4 separate regions of the Mus musculus genome follow, and all the other regions are linked to region 1. Evidence: chromatin contacts called from public HiChIP or PLAC-seq and promoter capture Hi-C data. All regions are on one chromosome and are shown on one strand. Each heading gives the region's core, a stretch centred on a gene start, on an enhancer-like site or on the middle of the called end of the contact. The rest is flanking DNA. Distances are from core to core; before and after follow the strand shown.

Region 1 (3,265 bases), core at 201-2,700:
AACTGACCCTCAGTGTTGGAAGTCATGGTAGTGGGTGTTGGCAGATTGACTCTCCCGTCTAAGAGTGTGTGAGGGGGTTCTGGTGGGCTTACAACTACTCTGTTGGGTCTGGGTGTTGAATGTGAAAATTGTTATGATTTGGTAAGTTCTGTGCTCAGGACTGGCCAGTTTTGTATATTTACGTTCCACATCAGTACATCAAGTGAAAGGGTATGCTGATTCGCAGTTGCGTTTATAGACATATTTGTTATTGAAAAATTTAAAAAATTCACACTGCAAGTACTGCAGGGATTTTTTTATATCATTTTTCTGAACCTATCCATGATATGTAAATTGCAGCTAATTTGTATACTAGTTAGCACTTGATAATTTTCTGACATTAAAGACACTAATAAGTAAAATTAAGTCTTCAGTTTTGTCTCTAACTTTTTCTGTTGAAAAACTAACAGGGAGAAATTTTAATAATAAAAACTAGCAGGTAACTGCATATTGCCCATGACAGTAACCAGCTGCTTAACTTTGGGCCACATTTGTTCCCTGTGTTCTCTCTGTCTCTGTGCCTCTTGTCCCTTGCTCTCTGTCCTATTTACATGTCTGAACTGTTTTAAAACAAAAGTGTTAAAGACCTTGGATGGAGTTAGCTCAGTAATAAAACACAAGCTGTGTGAGTCCCTGGGTTTGATCCCTAGCAAACACACACACACACACACACACACACACACACACACACACACACACACAAGCACTATGTAAACAGACAGAGGATGTGTGAGACAGTGTGCTAATTGATTAGGCATTGCTTTAATTGAGGACAAACAGGATTCTTTTACAGAACCCAAATACCTGACTCACATTTTCAAATCAATAAGCTCATAGTAGAAAGTAAGATCCAGCTTGTATTTGTTTTTGTAATTTGTTCAAACATGGCTTTTTTTTTTAACTGACTTGAGAAATAAAATGCAGGGTTCAATAAAGTCCACTCACTTGTTGCATTGATTTTCTTGTTTCTTCAGGTTCTTTTTTTCCCCTAAAATGACCCCCCCCCATCATCTCACTACCCCGCCCTGCTTTTCTCATAATATTGAAAAATTTTTAAGTGTAGGTTACTGACAAACCTTCTGTTTGTTTTTAGATGTGCATAATTAGGCTCGATTTTACAGGCTCATTTCACAAAATCATTAAAGGTTTTCAGTAGCACGTGTATCAACAACAGAAACAAATTCTCATTTGGGGCTATTAGTTAGTCAGACTAAGATACTGCGGCTCCAGCCAGGCGCCAGATGTTTTTTGTTGAGGAGAAAACATAAAGAGAATTAAGAGCTTTGTAAATCTTACACTTTCACTTTGGTCTTGTAAGAAATAATTGTGACATTTCATGCTCGGAAATGTGTCACAGAAGCCTTCCTGCTTATCGACTCCACGTAGAGCGGAAGGGACCCGCTTACGTATCTCCAGTTTAAAGGACCTGAGAACTCAGGGAGAGTCTGGGAGGATATTTTGAAGTTTGAAATGATCCCTATATAAATAGAACGGGTCAGCATAACTTTGGGATAAAATTAGCCGGCAGTTTGTGGACTCTCCAGCCTTGCCTGTGTGCTGGGTGCTGCTCTCCTGATAAATCATTGCTCCGCTTCCACAGGGCTCCGAGGATGGACGGCATCACTGCCCCTATCAGCAAAGCTGGAGCTGCCAAATTAGTTAAGAAAGATTTCCTGGAGGCTCTAAAAACAAATGACTTCGGAAAACTGAAGGCTATTTTAATCGAGAGGCAAATAGATGTGGACACAGTGTTTGAAGTTGAAGATGAGAACATGATTTTGGCATCTTACAAACAAGGTAAAAGAATTGGAGAGGTGTAATTGTGAAATTGATACAAAATGGATTTTTAGGTCAGTAGGTCAGCTTTTGTCTTTAAAGCAGTCGTTCTTATTGTTTAAGTGTTTGTTTAGACAGTATTTCTTATTTTTAAAAATCTTCCCTTCCCTTTTAAAAATCAGAGCGCATTTGGGGGTGATTTTCATAGATCCATACAGATTTTTGTCTATGTATTTCTATTTATTGCTCTTTGCCATTCTTGCGCCTGGAATTTGGGACCCTGGGAGGTTGTATTTGTCATGCACGGTGTGTGGGGGACTTCCCTTGTGACTGTGTTGGTACAGAATAAAGAAAAGCCTCTAGGCTCTGCTTAAAGACGCTGAGATCTCTGTGTGACAGTGTGGTTCTCGGTCAGGCTGCTGATTCTTTCCTAACAACCACTTACAGATATATCACCTCCGTGTCCCTGTGAATGAGAAAGGGGACCTTCTTTTCCATTTAGAGAGTTAATGAATGGCGAAAGATGCGCCAGGGGCACTTCGATGGTCTGCATCGGTTTAATGGGTTTCAGTGCAGGAACAAAAGCTGAACTCTAAACACCACAAAGTTAACTTTTATTTTTCTTTTCTGCTTGGCTGCAATAGTAGAGAAAAAAATTGAAAAATTAAAATTCAGAATCTCTGCTTTGTCCAAAAAAAAAAAAATAGGAAATCAAAAATTATAACAAAATTCTTTAAGTCTCCCCCTCCCCTGGAACTCCTCTTTAATAAATCAGAACAAGATTAACACACTCATTCTGATTTCTCAAATCAACTAGATAATGGGAAAACTTCAATAGTTAGACCGTTTGGCGAGCATACTGCAAAGAAAGACTCTATTTACCTTCACTGCTGCCTAGAGAAAATATGTGGGAAAGTCTTGGGAGTCGGGTGAAGGGAGACCTATTTATGTTCAAATATAAATCTGTTTTTTATTCATACAAAATCGTTAGTGTCACCAAGTTGCAGATACAAACACAAGTAGGATTTCTCTCTACCTAATTCTCTGTCATTTCTGAAATAAGTAGAGATGAGTTGAGGTCAGTTGCTGGGCTTGCTCTTTGATTTGTGTTTTATGATAAACTGTCATTGCTGTTTTGTCTGAAAAATTAAGAGTTCTATTTTTTTTCTACAAAGTTGAAAAGATTCTGTTGAAGAACAAATTATATGCTATATAATTAGGTTTCTTGGAACTTATAACTTTGTTTCGTGGTTCAATCTGGATACTAAGTTTATTTTAAAGAAACTTCTATGTGTGCCATATACAACAGGGCTCAGATTCAAGCCAGTAGCTAATGTATTTGATAGCGAGCAGCAAAGACCACCTTTTCTTATCTCTCAGGCAGGTAAACCCTGCAGACAGGCTCGGAAGTTCTGAGACAGGGAACTTAGAAGTTTGGGCTCCTGGAGAG
Region 2 (2,787 bases), core at 288-2,787, 360 kb before region 1:
AGGCTGGCCTTGAACTCAGAAATCCGCCTGCCTCTGCCTCCCAAGTGCTGGGATTAAAGGCGTGCGCCACCACTGCCCAGCTGAGTATTTTTTACATGAAAAAATACTGATGTCTTGTATTTTTCATTTTTCAACTTTTCTTGTGTTATTTTTGACCCATTAGACTCATCACAAGGTGTGTAGGTCAGAGTTGGCACTTTGATAGCCATTTCCATAAAAAACTATCCACTTCGCTGCAGGACGAAGACTTGCAAAGTCATGGGACTTTAACCAGTTTAGGCTGGTTAGAGCAGAATATTTTTGCAAGTAATTGGCGCACACAAGTGGAGTGGACTATGCAGGATTCTCTAGTCTTCAAACTTCAAATCAACAGGTTGAATCAGGACCAAAGATTACTAAAGATAATCTTTCTTTTCCCCTTAAAATCTACTAATTGTGGACTTTAAACATGCCTGCAAAGTACCTTCTTGATGACATCTGGCATAGTATATAAATAAATGATTGAGGCAATAACCTGGACACATCAGATGAAGGGGTCTGTCTTCAGCTCTATTTGTCTGAGGGTCAGAATCAATTGTAATTCACCTCTCACTAGAATATATCTAACACCTTCCTCCTCTGTACTGAAGTTAACCCATGATCCTCACCTACTTTTTTGGCTCATTCCTTTGCCCATTTTTTTCTTTGTTATATTAAGTACCTGGCATGAGGTACTTTATAAGACTGCAGTTCTGAAGGTTCATGGTATGGCACTATTCTTGCTTTGTTCTGGTGAAGGTACAAGGCAGGAGATGTAAGGAAGGAAGATCCCAAATGCAGACTCCTCAGGTGACCTGAGATTCTCCCATTAGACTCTCCTTTTTAAAGGTTTTACTCCCTTTTCAGCCTTTCACCCTGGGCTTCAAGCATCTAACTATGGGGGGATGAACTCAAGCCATATCTCAGCTACTGTAGGTGGCTTATCAGCCCTGTTCATGGTACCGTATTCTCTTCAACTGCTGTTGGTCAATGAAAAACAAGTCCCAAATCCAGGTGTGGTGGAACACACCTTTAATCTGGGCCACATTCTAGTGCTTCTATGACTTCCTGACGTTGGTTATCTGTATTGGGCTTGTCTAGAGTCACAAAATGTATGGAATGTCTTTCTATAGTGAGGGAATTTATTATGATGATTTACAGTCTGTAGTCCAACTCCCGAACAAGGGTCAGCTATGAATTGGAATTCCAAGAATCTAGTAGTTTCTCAGTCCCACAACAGTAATTGTTTCAGGTGGTCTTTTGTAGAAATAGATTCCAGCAGATGTGCTGGCAAGTAAATGCAAGCTCGAAGAGCAAATCTTCCTTATTGCATTGTCCTTACTGTAGGCCTCCAGCAGAAGGTGTGGCCCAGATTAAAGGTGTGTGCCACCACACCTGGATTTGGAACTTGCTTTGTCCCAGGCTGACCTTGAACTCAAAGATCTCCTTGCCTCAGTCTCAAAGGATTAAAGGCACATACTATCTCTCCTGAGCCTAGGTTTTTCATGGTCACAGTGCCTCAAGATCTCCATGACAATATCCAGGTCGTAATCTTGCGTCTTCCATCCTCAAGATCTGGGTCACAGGTGAGCCCTCCAATTACAATTACAATCCAACTATTGTAGTTCATTCCAGTGTCCTTTTTTCCTAATGCAAACATTTATTTTAGGTGATCTCCTTAAATGGGCTGTTTTAGTTGGTTTCCTGTCGAATCTTAGACCTGAAGTGCCATTCCCAAAATTAAGACCTTAGAGTTTGGGGTTCTTAGTTCCTGATAAGAGATGTATCCACATATCTTTGGAAGTTTTGTATGTCACGTGGGAACTTGTCAGCCATCTTCTGAGACCCTCAGTGTGGCTGGTACCTACTTTCCCTTACTTACCCAAAGGGTAGTACTCTTGCCCCCCTGCTTCCAGTTCAAGGATGTGCAGAACGGCCTTCCTCCGGGGGAGTTAGAGCCACTTGTTGACACTTAGAGTGGAAGGAACAGCCAGAGCCAACTGTTTCAACAAACGCTAGAGCAGAGCCAGCTCACCCTAATGTATTTGTTGGAAAGCACTCACTTCTGGGAGTTCAAAATTGCCCCACCCCCACCCACCCCCACCCCACCCCATCCCCAGAAGAAGTATCATTTGGGATCATTAGTATTTTTTAGTTATTAATTTCTCATGAAATGTTTAATTTTTTAATAATAATTTGAAAAACACCAAGAAAAACATGACCATTATTGGATAGCCTAGTTCTCTGTTAAACTGTCCATTAGGAGAGTGAAAAAAAAAAAAAAAAACCAACAAAAAAACAAAATAAACCTCACTATTTTGAACAGATCCTAGAATTTTAACTATTATTTATTTATTTATTTATTTATTTATTTATTTATTTATTTAGAGACAGGGTTTCTCTGTGTAGCCGTGGCTGTTGTGGAACTCACTCTGTAGACCAGGCTGGCCTGGAACTCAAAAATCTGCCTGCCTCTGCCTCCCAAGTGCTGGGATTAAAGGTGTGCACCACCGCTGCCCAACTCTAGAATTTTATAAATTTGGGACAATCCAAGTTTTTATTTGTGAACTATATTTATAAGAACTTAACAAAATTATTCTAGTACTTTAACAACACATATTTGTAGATAAACAATATTGATTATACTGACTTTTGTACTGTTCTAAATAAGAGATGAGACATTCTGATTGCTTTTGCTTCAGTGAAAATTTCTGTGCCTGGAAGATGGCTCCTAGCAAGCAGTAGTGCGAGCCTGGCAACCTGAGCCCA
Region 3 (3,062 bases), core at 163-2,662, 410 kb before region 1:
GCTGGTTGCATTTTGTTTGGAGTCAGGAAGCAGAGACAGAGATTGATGCTTAGCTGGTGCCTCCTCTTACCATCTTTTTATAATTTTAACCCAAAACCTCATCCTAATGGGAAGGTACTCTCTCCACACTAGGATGGGGCTTTCCCCGTTGGTTAACCTTCTCTGGAAAGGCTTCACGAATATGCTCAGATGTGGTTTCTTAGGTGACTCTGAATCCAGTCATAATGACAGAATCCAGTTATGTTGACAGTAGAGATTTAGAACCAGCATGCAGGGGACAGGTATGATGGTAAGGATGGCTTCTTGGCTGGATATGATCCGAACTCATTTGACTACTTCAAATTGAGTCTTAAGACATAGACAAATGAAAATATTTCAAATATTTTGTTTTGTTTTTGAGAAATTGTAGGTTCAGCTGTGTCATATAAAAGAGTTTCACTTGTCTTTGCTTCCTGTGCGTTTTATGGCTTTCCATGAGTTCTCTCCACCGAGTGCACTTTTAATGTCATTTATTTTCATTTATTTAGACTTTAGAATAAGCTTCCAGAGTTTGTATTTCATTCTTTCCTGCCTTGTAAATTTAGAGCCCTGAGAGATCATCACAGGGCCTTTTTGGAATTCTATCTTGTGACTGTGGATAAATTATCTTTACTATGCTGCATTGTCTTGGAGCACTAGAAGCAGATCAACAGTATCTAAGCAGAGATCATGTTTAGTCTTTTCAGATAATGTGGTTCTCTGATGCCATGTTGACTAGTCAGAGTAAAAGCAAATCAAAGGTGCAAATCCAGTCTGGATTAGCTAGGATTTATAATCATGAATATAGATAAAATTAAAAGAAAATATAAAACGTGAATTTGCATTTTATAGTAAATATTTGGAATAACTTAAAATATTGATCACAAATGCTCTGCTGAAAGGAAATTTAAAATTTAATAAAATGTGACACATTCTGTTTTCGCAATATTTTGGAAATGGAGGCAGAATGATCAGGGCAGCATAGTCTCACTCTTGCAAAAAGTTGATAGTAAATTTAATGTAGTATTCATATACATGTAGTTAGCTTAGGTAAATTTTAATTTGAAGTCACAGTGATTTAAATATCAGATATGCTTTCTAGGATTATAAAAAAGATACTGTGGTTGTCTAAATAGACAGTAAGTTTTCTGTGCAAGATTCAAACAAATCTGCTTTTTTATATATTAAAAACAAATGCCTTCTTTGAGGTTTAACACTCAAAATATGTTCCTGAGTTCTACTCTAGTGTACTTAATACACAAAGACCATTCTGTTTAACATACACAAATGAGTTTGGCACCCAGATGTTCCCTGGCGACAGGAATGGGGCACTGCAGCGGTAGCGTGAGGTGGGGCTGCATTGACATAATGGCCTCTTTGAGTGGAGCCTGCAGCAGGAAGGTAGCTTTGCTGAGCAAACGTTGTGCTTTCACTCTTTCACCCATGCTTGAGCAAACAAGGAGTTCCGTGTGAGCAGTCTGCTTGCCAGTCGGTCCCAAGAAAGCCTCAGAAGGTATTCTTAAAGAGCCAAGGCAAACAGCTTCTGTTTTGGGTGCATGTATCACAGCTGAGCCTTCTGCTTGAAGAGCCTCATTTAATCCTTTCTGCCTCTGGGAGGGTGCTCCCAAACGCTGTCCTAGACACTGGAGCATTGATGAGCACAGACATATAGAGGCTCTGTGTGCTCTTTCTACCAAGTCCTTCCCGCTCACACTGCTGTCACGGTCTTTTTCATACGGCAAGGCCATAAGCCTTAAAGGAGGGTAAACATCGTTGAATGGCACCCTTGCTATCACTATTAGCAAGTCTTGTGTGAAGGAACCTTTCTGGTGTTCTGAAATGTGGGCAAGTTTTGAGCCCATTGGAAGTCAGTCAGATTTTCATTAGCATTCAGAGAAGTATTACCTAGCTTCCATGTTGACATTTTCAACCAAGATGTTTCTGTTGTCCCCACTCCCGATTTTCCCCCCTCCAATATCCCACTTCCCCTCGGGCTTCCTTTCTGCTTCCGTGTTACATATTCTTTTGCCTTACCCTACCCTCTCACTTCCTCTTGTTCCCTTTCATGGTATCTATCTTCATAACCTATGTCCCTCTCATACCAGGCAATTAATTATGGTATTAAATTGTAAACAATTCAAACACAATTTGAAATGATATTTAACAGTTTTATCATAGTTGAATAAAAGGAGCCCAGAAGGCCTGTTTAGTTCTAGGTAATTATAAAAGCCATGTGTGTTATGACTTGTTTTTCTTAGTAAGTTTGGTAAATAACTACTAGGTATGGCAGATTCATGACATGCTGTTGTTAAAATTGTCACAATTAATGCCCACGTATGGAATATTACCTAACCAAGTCCTGGAGTCGCCTATGTCAAAACTCTGTTTTTATATAGACCATAGTTGTTTGCTTTGAGCAAAATTATTTGGGCCACATTTTGACTTCTTATTTCCAGTTCACGCGTTGAGAATCAGAACTGATATTCATTGCTGCTGACATACCTTGCGTCTATCTGTTTTATTGTTACTGAAGGGCAGAAAGTGTTCCCGAGTGTGGCAGCTTGAGTAGTCTTGTGCTCATGCACTGTATCGCTGTGTGTTGCCCGTGACATTGGCTGTGTAGAAGGATCTGGGGCTGCATCCTATCTCGACCATCACTTACTCTGTCCCCTGTCTCAGATTATCCTTCAGTTCTAAGATTAAATCTCTTTTTGCAAATGTTCCCATGTTTAGATCCCAGCTCTGGGATTCAAGCCACCAGCAGGATAACACTGTACAGTTGTCTCAGAGCACGAGCTTCTCTAAAATAGTGATGTGTGTGTGTCAAGGTAAGAACGCAAATGAGAGGTATTTACTGAAATTACAAATTTCCAATCAGCTAGTAAGACGCTCTTACGGAAACCACCATTCAATCCTACTTTTAGGTTGTTATTGAAATCAACAAGTTGAGTAAGCTGAGCTTGCTCAGCATGCAGTGGTGCGCTGGATAGCCAGGAGGTGCTGCAGGGTTTGGAACTCCTCCCAGCCTGCTGGGGGCCAGAGCG
Region 4 (2,880 bases), core at 343-2,842, 300 kb before region 1:
GTAAGTTTTGTTTGTTTAGGGAAAGATGATAGGTCATCTCTCCAAAGTGCTGCTACCCTGTACACTTGGGGGAGAATTCCTGAGGGATCAGGGTCACTGATGGGTTTGTGTGCAGCCTGTGGGCAGATACTCCCACAGTGCAATCATTTAACTTGGTGTGATCGCTGGTGGCTCCTTGGTTCTGTACAGAATCAGCTTCTCCCTGGCAGGCTCGGGGTGCTGTGCACAGTGAGGTGCTCGGGGTGCTGTGCACAGTGAGATGGCAGCCTCACGACCCTGTGTGTGTGTGTGTGTGTGTGTGTGTGTGTGTGTGTGTGTGTCAAAGGCACACGTCTCCATTCCCTGGTACACCCTCCACTACTTGAGTTATTGATTTACGACAAGTGGAAACATCAGTGCGCTGGGTTTCTAAGGTATATCCTGAGGCTTTATCGGAATTCTACAGGTTGGACTATTGTGTGACTTAGAATTCTGTTCGCAGTGCTCTTCTCCAGTGTTAGACTCACAGGATTCCCTTATTGTTTGTCTTGGTCACTTTGATCAGTCACCCACAGGTGTGTCCTATCATGGGATAATCTATCAGATGCCATGGACTCTATAGAGACAAGAGAGGAAGACGGCTGGGAACCAGCTTCTCCATACAGCTCTTCCCCATGATCCCTGTGAGCAGAGGCTTGCGGGGGCTTTGTTTCAAATTAGCTTTTCAGAAATGTCATACAGCCTAAAAGTGAATGCAGGTTGTGCCTCTTTTAGGGCAGTTCAAAGACTTGCTTATCTGACGCTGTTTAAAATTGGAGGCAGAGGCAGGCAGATTTCTGAGTTCGAGGCCAGCCTGGTCTACAGAGTGAGTTCCAGGACAGAGAAACCCTGTCTCAAAAAAACAAAAACAAAAACAAAACTAAACTAAACTAAAAAAATCGGAGTTTCCTAAGGCCACAACCCTAGTAAACTTCCTCTATTTGAAATCTGTATTCTCCTAGCAGTTCCCTGAATTTGAACTTCCTTTTTCAGCCATCTCTTAATTCTAGCCTTAATTTTAAACTGTTCAAAGCCATAAACTTCTGTTTCATTCCTGTTTAATAGTATCTTCGTATATTTTCTATTTTACTATAAGGAGAGAAAACAGAGAGGCAACCCCTGAGGCTGGGTTTGGCATCCTCTTTCTGAGATGGTACTGTTTACTAGACATTCCCTGTGTCTCCCTGAGGAGCTGATGCTCACCCTGAACATTCTGCCATGTTAACAGCCTGCCTTTCAGGTTTCCTCGAACAATATGTTTAGGGTAGTTTAAACTAATCCATTCCTTAGAATCTATCTAGCCTTCGCCCACTGCCCACTTCCAAAGCCACATCCCTATTATTTTCTCTGCTTTGTTTTGGCAGCCTCCCTTCCTGTGTGAATCCCCTTCCTTCTAAAACATCACCACCCACCAAAACATAGCAACTTAGAATAAGAAATGTCTCTACAGTACACTGTGAGCTCGTTCATCCGGATCTTTCTAAGCTCACATCTGTCCCAAGGCCGACAGTAAGGTGTCAGCCAGAGCTGTGGCCATCTAAGCGCTCAACTGGGAGAGGGTCTGCATCCAAACACACTCGCAGCTGTCGACAGGATGCAGAAGAGCCATTTCCAAGCTCCCTCATGTGACTGTTGGTAAACCTCTGTTTCCTGCTGGCTGTTGGCCAGACATCTCAGAACCTTGTAATGTGGCCCCTTCCTGCTCAGAACCTGGACTCCTGCTTCCCAATAGTGAGGACACAGAGAACAAGCCAGGACAAAAGAGGCACAAGTCACACTTCCTGTAACTAAGTTAGTTACTTCCCTTGTATTTAGCTGCAGCTGAATTGCTAGGTCCAGTCCACACTGGAGAGGAAGGATCCCAGTAGAGCACAGGAAGCAGTGTCACGGAGGTCATTGTGCCACTGAGACACCATGGCCAAAAAAAATAAAATAAAAGAGTGACCTTGGTTTTGAGTATGCCGGTACAAACTAAAGAAAACATTAAAATCCAAAGCTAATTAATGAAGTAGCAAAATTGATACAGAGTACTGAAGAAAAGAAACATGAATTTGAGTAGTTGGAAGAGATTTTACTTAAAGATCTCTAGTTAAAATTGCTATGATAATAATTTATCAGCAGTGTGGTAGGTGAATGAGCTGAGCCCCTGAAGATTGGGAACCCAGGGCTATCCGAGTAATCTAGGTATTTAAACATTTCTCCACTCAAGGCCTGGATAGATGGCTCATCAGCTAAGCACTCTTCCTGCTTGTGCAGAGATCTAGCTTCAGGTCTCAGGACCCATGCTGGGTCCACCAAGGGAGAATCCTATGCCTTTATCCTCCAAGGATATCAACAGTCGTGTGCATGCACCCCTGCATAAACACACACTTACACATAATTTAAAATAGTAAAAATAGATCTTTTAAAAACTGTTTTTCTTCTTGGAGACTAGGTACTGACAAGGATATGAAAACCAACAAGCATTCTCTGAAATAAAGTTTGAGATGCCATAAACAGGTAAAAACATGCACACATCTGAATGTGCTCATGCACAGACTCTCTGTCTCTTGCCATGTGATCTACTGAGCCAGCTCATAGCTCTGTCTGCCGGTAAGGAGATTACTATCATGTGTGGCCCCTTAACTTTGAACTTCGAGAACTGTGAGCTGAAACACCCCTCTCTCTAAAGTTCAAACAACCAAGCTCACAAACCCGGTACATTTTAAGGGACTTAGTAAAGGGTAGAGTGATGAATATGCCTCACAGGCCAGGCATCACACTGGAGATTTGTGTAATTAGTTACTTGAATCCCCTTAATATACAATGACATTGAAATCTTTCAACTTTTCTCTGGGCCTCAGGCTTTTCTGGAGACCTGCT

What was found. Promoter capture Hi-C pulls out the DNA fragments that hold promoters and counts their contacts. HiChIP or PLAC-seq counts read pairs in DNA pulled down with a chosen protein or histone mark.
Region 2: a contact with region 1 is called in a promoter capture Hi-C map of embryonic stem cells, with 2.8 times the contacts expected there. The contact joins the enhancer-like site here to the promoter of Asb4 in region 1. A contact is called at or near these places in 13 of 39 promoter capture datasets (the 3T3-L1 cell line, the C10 cell line, the HPC-7 cell line and 5 more), 2 of 15 datasets of contacts at CTCF or cohesin (large pre-B cells and pro-B cells), 3 of 484 Hi-C or Micro-C datasets (the G1E-ER4 cell line and cerebral cortex), 6 of 115 datasets of contacts at active chromatin or transcription factors (astrocytes, bone marrow-derived macrophages, embryonic stem cells and 1 more) and 2 of 9 other capture datasets (embryonic stem cells and macrophages).
Region 3: a contact with region 1 is called in a promoter capture Hi-C map of embryonic stem cells, with 3 times the contacts expected there. The contact joins the enhancer-like site here to the promoter of Asb4 in region 1. A contact is called at or near these places in 24 of 39 promoter capture datasets (the 3T3-L1 cell line, 3T3-L1-derived adipocytes, the C10 cell line and 14 more), 1 of 15 datasets of contacts at CTCF or cohesin (large pre-B cells), 9 of 484 Hi-C or Micro-C datasets (the HPC-7 cell line, brown adipocytes, embryonic heart and 2 more), 10 of 115 datasets of contacts at active chromatin or transcription factors (bone marrow-derived macrophages, cardiomyocytes, craniofacial prominence and 6 more) and 4 of 9 other capture datasets (adipose tissue, embryonic stem cells, liver and 1 more).
Region 4: a contact with region 1 is called in an H3K4me3 HiChIP or PLAC-seq map of bone marrow-derived macrophages, with 5 times the contacts expected there. The contact joins the enhancer-like site here to the promoter of Asb4 in region 1. A contact is called at or near these places in 20 of 39 promoter capture datasets (the C10 cell line, the HPC-7 cell line, HPC-7-derived erythroid cells and 13 more), 2 of 15 datasets of contacts at CTCF or cohesin (the NIH/3T3 cell line and pro-B cells), 31 of 484 Hi-C or Micro-C datasets (the 3T3-L1 cell line, the AML12 cell line, the BV-2 cell line and 20 more), 15 of 115 datasets of contacts at active chromatin or transcription factors (bone marrow-derived macrophages, craniofacial prominence, differentiating embryonic stem cells and 10 more) and 4 of 9 other capture datasets (adipose tissue, liver, macrophages and 1 more).

The regions. Positions count from the first base shown.
Region 1 is chr6:5,388,960-5,392,224 of GRCm38.p6, forward strand. It overlaps Asb4 (ankyrin repeat and SOCS box-containing 4), which reads left to right and starts at 1,451. Exons shown (of 5, transcript NM_001355662.1): 1 at 1,451-1,836. The coding sequence starts at 1,650.
Region 2 is chr6:5,031,859-5,034,645 of GRCm38.p6, forward strand. All of the region lies in intron 2 of Ppp1r9a (protein phosphatase 1, regulatory subunit 9A), which reads left to right. Among named protein-coding and RNA genes, the nearest start is that of Gm52886, 21 kb to the right of the region's middle. Within about 2 kb of position 1,538, at least 13 of the 459 cell types and tissues checked have an H3K27ac peak or open chromatin away from gene starts, as enhancers often do. A contact at or near this core is called in embryonic stem cells, where this site is marked.
Region 3 is chr6:4,981,414-4,984,475 of GRCm38.p6, forward strand. All of the region lies in intron 2 of Ppp1r9a (protein phosphatase 1, regulatory subunit 9A), which reads left to right. Among named protein-coding and RNA genes, the nearest start is that of Gm52886, 72 kb to the right of the region's middle. Within about 2 kb of position 1,413, at least 72 of the 459 cell types and tissues checked have an H3K27ac peak or open chromatin away from gene starts, as enhancers often do. A contact at or near this core is called in craniofacial prominence, embryonic stem cells, epiblast stem cells and 1 more, where this site is marked.
Region 4 is chr6:5,092,024-5,094,903 of GRCm38.p6, forward strand. All of the region lies in intron 6 of Ppp1r9a (protein phosphatase 1, regulatory subunit 9A), which reads left to right. Among named protein-coding and RNA genes, the nearest start is that of Gm52886, 39 kb to the left of the region's middle. Within about 2 kb of position 1,593, at least 79 of the 459 cell types and tissues checked have an H3K27ac peak or open chromatin away from gene starts, as enhancers often do. A contact at or near this core is called in the BV-2 cell line, ECoMG-derived neutrophils, the HPC-7 cell line and 7 more, where this site is marked.